2 separate regions of the Astyanax mexicanus genome follow, and region 2 is linked to region 1. Evidence: chromatin contacts called from public Hi-C data. All regions are on one chromosome and are shown on one strand. Each heading gives the region's core, a stretch centred on a gene start, on an enhancer-like site or on the middle of the called end of the contact. The rest is flanking DNA. Distances are from core to core; before and after follow the strand shown. Region 1 overlaps zmiz1a (zinc finger, MIZ-type containing 1a). Region 2 holds the start of zmiz1a (zinc finger, MIZ-type containing 1a).

What was found. Hi-C and Micro-C count contacts between places; a contact is called where the count stands out from the background.
Region 2: a contact with region 1 is called in a Hi-C map of muscle, with 11 times the contacts expected there. The contact joins the promoter of zmiz1a here to the enhancer-like site in region 1. A contact is called at or near these places in 2 of 3 Hi-C or Micro-C datasets (both in muscle).

Annotation. Positions count from the first base shown.
Region 1 is chr7:33,598,615-33,601,566 of AstMex3_surface, forward strand. The region is part of intron 2 of zmiz1a (zinc finger, MIZ-type containing 1a); the gene reads right to left. Among protein-coding and RNA genes, the nearest start is that of ppifa, 73 kb to the left of the region's middle. Within about 2 kb of position 1,522, the one cell type or tissue checked has an H3K27ac peak away from gene starts, as active enhancers do.
Region 2 is chr7:33,732,394-33,735,345 of AstMex3_surface, forward strand. zmiz1a (zinc finger, MIZ-type containing 1a) reads right to left here and starts at 1,497. Exons shown (of 24, transcript XM_049481286.1): 1 at 1,288-1,497.

The sequences.
Region 1 (2,952 bases), core at 272-2,771:
TAATATTAAAATAAGGAATAAATGTATTATATAGTCCCTTTAAACCCAAATCCAGAGCTGTGTTCAAGTATTGTGTTCAAAACAGACATAAGCTGCGTCCCAAATCCTAGTCTGAAGCTGAGGTAGACTGAGTTTCTTGACTGATGCAATATATAAGACTGTTTTAAAAAATAAGACACGACTTAAAAAGGATAAGTTTCTTTGATTTTGCCTAATTAAAAAACCTCTGGAATATAATCAAGAGGAAGATAGATGATCGCAAGTAATAAAACCAAGCTAAACTGCTCGAATTTTGCAATCAGGAGTGGCATAAAGTTCTCCAAAAGCAGTGTGTAAGACTGGTGGAGGAGAACATGCCAATATGCATGAAAACTGATTAAAAACCAGAGTTATTTCACCAAATATTGATTTCTAAATTATGATTCTCAACTCTTATTGACTTCTAAACTTTATGAATATGAACTTGTTTTCTTTGCATTATTTGAGGTCTGAAACCTCTTTTTTGTTATTTCAGCCATTTCTCATTTTCTGCAAATAATGCTCTAAATGACAACATTTTTATTTGGAATTTGGGAGAAATATTGTCTGTAGTTTATAGATGGCACAAACATGTTCATTTTACTCATTTTTTAACATATAAATAGATAAACTAAAAATCAGATAAACTAATTCAGAAACTGAAGCAGTCTCAATTTTTTTTCAGAAATGCATCCGACACCAAAACAATGGCATATATTTATCAAGTAAGAATCCTAATTCAGGCTCAGTTAAAGTTTACTGATTTCTATTAGAAAAAAATGTGTTAAACCAGTGAGGATATCTACTGGATGTAGAGTACTGGTCATTAAATTGATAGATTTCTGCAGAGAATATGCAGAAAGTGTGATTGCAGAGAGTGAATGGGGCCTTTCAGGCTACCTTAATACAGTCATTTGGAGAAAAAAAACTATACATTTTTAAAAATATTAATCCAACAATTAAAAAATTATGCACTTAAATCTTTGTATTTGCATCTTTTAACCCCTATTTTGTGCATAATACATTAAACATTTAATACAGAAAAACAGTTCTGAACTTTCTATATCATGTTGTGCACTGTACATGTTGCACCACTTTATAGTCCAGTAAAATGCCTATAATAAAGCTGAACTGAACTGAAAGTCTGTGTACGAAGCTGTGAACTAGACATGATGAATACAGTTTAGGGTGGGACGGGGCAGGAACTGTTTGCAAGCAATTGCCTTCAGAAAAGCCTCTCGACTCACAAGCAGAGGCTGCATCCCATCAGTGTGTCTATTACATGGTGTTAAAGGTATCATGCCTTACATTCAAGGTTATCAATTTTGCCTCGCCGGCTGATTTACAGCCACATTCAGCGAGGGATAAATCCAGGGTCCCGGGTCGGCCTGTAACTCATGCACCGGGGGGGTGCGGTCACGTGTCCCGATTAATAGGTGCTGAGCAGAGGGAGGCAGGGCTCCATTCTTCATCTGCTCAATTTATCGCCATCACTCTCACAAATTCCTCCACCCAAACAGCCAGAGAAATCCCCCAGCATGCGCCGGCCGCGTCCGCCCGCTGCCTCAGCCTGATAAAGCCGGCTTCCCGCACCTCCGCCGGCAGACTGACAGTGAGGAGCGGCTGCCATGCACGCGATTTGGGCGCTGGAACACATTGCATTTGGGGTTCTTACGGAGAAAGCGCTCTGAGCGTCCTGACATGCTCATTAATGAAGCACTAGACGTATAAGGTAACAGGGGATGACAAGCATGCAGTTGCTGGCGCTTTAATAGTCTAGTAGGTCACACAAAAGAAAAATAAACTGTGGGTTTATTCTAGGAGGCACAGTGCTCGGTTTGGCTCTGGTAAATTAAGCTGACTTAACCTAAAAGACGCTGCTGGAAGCTGGAGGCTAGCCGCCACTTTAACTCCTTAACCCTCAGGCTTCTTGTTGAGGTGGTGGTCTTTAAGGAATATTAAGGTATTTGTAGCTGACATAACATGACTACATTAGTCCTTTATAAAGGCTTATATCAATAAGTATCAGCTGTAAAAACTGTAATTTACTGGAGTGAAACTGGATCAATTTTGACAAACGTAGCCTTTATGACCACAGTCGCTTTACTAGAATAAACCTTTATTATTGTCCATGTTTAAATAAGTTTACATAGGTTGATGTGAGCTGTTATTATAAGACACACTTATGCATCACGATAATTATATTACATTACATATTAATTCATCTTACAACACTGTGGACATAACCTCAAGAATGTTTACTGACCTGAATATTATCTATTATATATTTGTTAGCAACAGTTTTGTAAGTTTATTAACATTTATGAGCTGGTACATCAACTTTGTTTTAAAACAGTGGTTTTAATTTTTTTTCCCCCAATTCCAGTGTCTCGAGGACCTTAAATATTAAAAGTTACACTCTTTAAAATGGTGTAATTACTTTTTTTTTTGTGTGTGTGTTTGGTATATTGTTCCAGAAATCATGGTGAAAAACGATATTACTGTCATTTAAATATAATTAATTACAATGAAATGTCACATGTGACATAATAATGATAATAGAATAGCATTACAAAGTAATTGTATTTGGTAAATATATACTTTTTTTTTCTTTACCTACTGCAGTCACTGCACACTGTGTATATGGAGTCACAGTTTGAATAATTGAATAATTGGTCATTGCATGACTGGTTATGGTTATATTTGTGAAGAAACAAATTACAAATACAAATCAACACAATAGAATATATCACAATCATCAATTACATAATTATTATAACAGGCCTACGTATGATTATATTATTAGAATTAGTATAAATAGCATAAAATGATCCTAAAATTACAATATCATCATCTATATCATTTTAATATTGCAATAATTTATAAAATAGAAAAAAAATTAAATAGTATTATGAATTAGGTAAACACTAACAT
Region 2 (2,952 bases), core at 247-2,746, 130 kb after region 1:
TATGCTAGCTATACTGATTTGAGACTTGACTTGGACACCAGCTTTATTTATAAATAAAGCTTGTTATTGTTGTTATTATTATATTATAGAGCTAAAAGTGATGTGTATACAGAGAGGCATATGAGCAAAATAGCAGCAAAATTAACAAAACAAACAAACGAAGCATGTTAAAACAGAGCAAAAACAATAACCCAGCCACAAAGTGATAAAATAACCGAAATAACCCTATTAACACTAAAAGGTTAATAATTGGAGCAAATTCTTTTTAAATACTTGTGACTTGACTTAACATAGGACATAACTAAACCTCTCCAGCCTTCTCCATCTCCTGCAGAAACAGCGGTCAACTCTAGCTGCCTCAGCGGCGGAGCAACGCTCTGAGCCCGGGAAGCCCAACTTCTGTCTCCCCGCTGCCTCACGGAGCGATGCTGGGCTACTGCAGACTCGCCACATGCCCTCTTCTTCCACATTTCTTCAGCGTGGGCTGGCTTTTAAATGCTGGGTTAACTTAACTTAGCCAGTTATCAGTCTGTGGAAGCATAAATAAACTTAACTATAGCTGTTAGTGTAAGTTTTTGGAGGTAAATAAAGCTAGCTCCGATAGGTTAAGTGAGTCGTTGTTTATTAAGGTTATAAAGCTACCGAACACGCTGCTGCTGCTTTAACGCCAAGGCTCTTCCCAGCTTTTCTACGGCGCCGAGCGGTAACAGCCGAGCGCGTTCAGCGCCTGACAGGGAGCGGGGACGGCGAACAATGAATGCCAGACCACGAAACGTGCTCAAAATGCGGGCACGGGGAGTAAGTGCTCGGGTTGCTCGGAATATCGCGCTGGGAACCGTAACCCACACACACACAGGCAGAGCAAATCCCCAGAAAATACACACACACTCATACATACATAGGTAATATACATACACACTCGTCCTGAACCGCGCGAGAGCCGTTGTTCTACCTCCCAGCCGGGGTGAAGCCCGAAAAGCCCCTCGTTTCCAGCCCGAGCTCTCCGCTGAGCCGCTCGCTCGCGCGCGCGCTACTTGGCTGTTTCTTCTTTAGTAGCGGAGTGACTGCTCCATTGTTAGCTTGCCGAGGTCGGAGAGAGAGAGAGCTATGTTAGCTAGCGCCCAGGCTACAAACATGTTCAATGCAAACCTCCGCGAGCTCGCGCGCGCGCGCACACACACACACACACACACACACACACTCACTCACTCACATACACACACAAAGCTCTCCAAGCTCTCCAGCCATGAGGAAGAAGAAGGAAGGAAAAGGGGATTCAGAACTTACTTTCAGATCCAGTCAAAAAGCACGGCGCCGGAAAACCCGAACAAAAAATCCTCGTGCCTGACTGAAGAAGGCGCGTGCTATTTCTCTCCTTTCTACTTCGCAAACACTAGCTAACTAGTAAATATGGGGGGGAAGCAGCGCACAGCGTTTGGCCAGAGTGTGAGACTGCCTGAATCAACTAACGTAGTGCACGGCAAGTTGAAGTGTCAAATTACATCGGCTATTCTATTACCACAGAGCCATGCTGCCGGCTGCTGACAAAACGCGTCCTGGAATCCCGAGCAGCGCGTACCGGCTACAGCCTGCCTCCCCGGACCAGCGGAGCGGATTTACACGCTCGCGCGCTCACAACGCTTTGGGAGATTACACTGTAATATGCATACATACATAATATAGTTAAACAATGATAAACAGTGATAGACCAGCATACAAAAATACATTAGATGATGTGCACATATCCATTGTTTTAACTGAACAATATTTTTTTTTTCAATCTTCTCAATCTTTTTTAATTTTCATCTTCTTATGTTTTGGTCAAATTGCAGCTAGCAGCATTTTTTATTTTTTTTTGGGGGGGGGTAATGTTTTTGTTTTCGATGTGATCACATTAGGTTGTAAACATATATAATGGGGTGCCCAGTGGTCCAGCGGCCTGAGCGCTGCCACTATGATCAGAAGATCGCCAATTCGAAGCCTGTTTATGTAGCTTGCTAAGATTCGAGTTGCTGCGTTGTCTGTTGCTGTGATGCTACTCAATTCTGCATCAGCAGCAGTTCGAAAAAAGTCGGTGGCTGAATTCACATGTATCTGAGTAGGCATGTGCTAGTCTTCACACTCTTGGAGTTAAGGCATCACTAGTGATAGGGGAAGTCCTGATGAGTTGGTTGGGTAATTGGCTGTGTAAATTGAAGACAAAAATATTATGAATGAAGTTATGAATATGAAACTGAAAATCAAAATTAAAATAAACGGGGTAATATTCTTAATTTTTTTCTTTTTTTTATGATGACCAAAGACCAAAAAAACATCAAATAAAAGATTAAACCTTTAAATCTTCTTATGTTTTGGTCAAATTGCAGCTAGCAGTGTAAAAACAAGAAAAGTAAAACTTAACATCTCATTCATCATATTTTGTACCATTACATGTAGGCCTATCATAACTAAAATAGAGACTAATTTTAATAATAATCGATCATCTGTGCTGAAAGATGTTTTTTCACATTTAGGAAATATTTTATGTAATTACGTTAGGTGGTAAATGTATTATAAGGTAAGAGGGATTAGCTATAGTAATCGATTATACAGTATGTGCCTGGAGACATGTTTCACATTTGCAATAAAAGGGGGGAAAACGCGAATATTTTTTTTTTATGTAATTAACTATATTTTGTTGTATCATAACTTGTTTAATAAACTAAAACTGATTATAGAGTAAGAGTGATTAGTTATTATATTGTTCTAATTATATAATAATCTATATTGAGATGTATTTGACAGTTGCAAAAAAAAGAGAAAATAGAACATATCTATTTTTTTTCTTCTTTTTTTTTCTCGTCACACACGCCATGATCGTACAGCAGCGAATCCCGTCTGTCCTCCTCTTCCTCAGCCCACAGATGGAGGGAATTCCTCGCTCCGTGTTTTGCGAGTGGCCGCTCGGCGCTG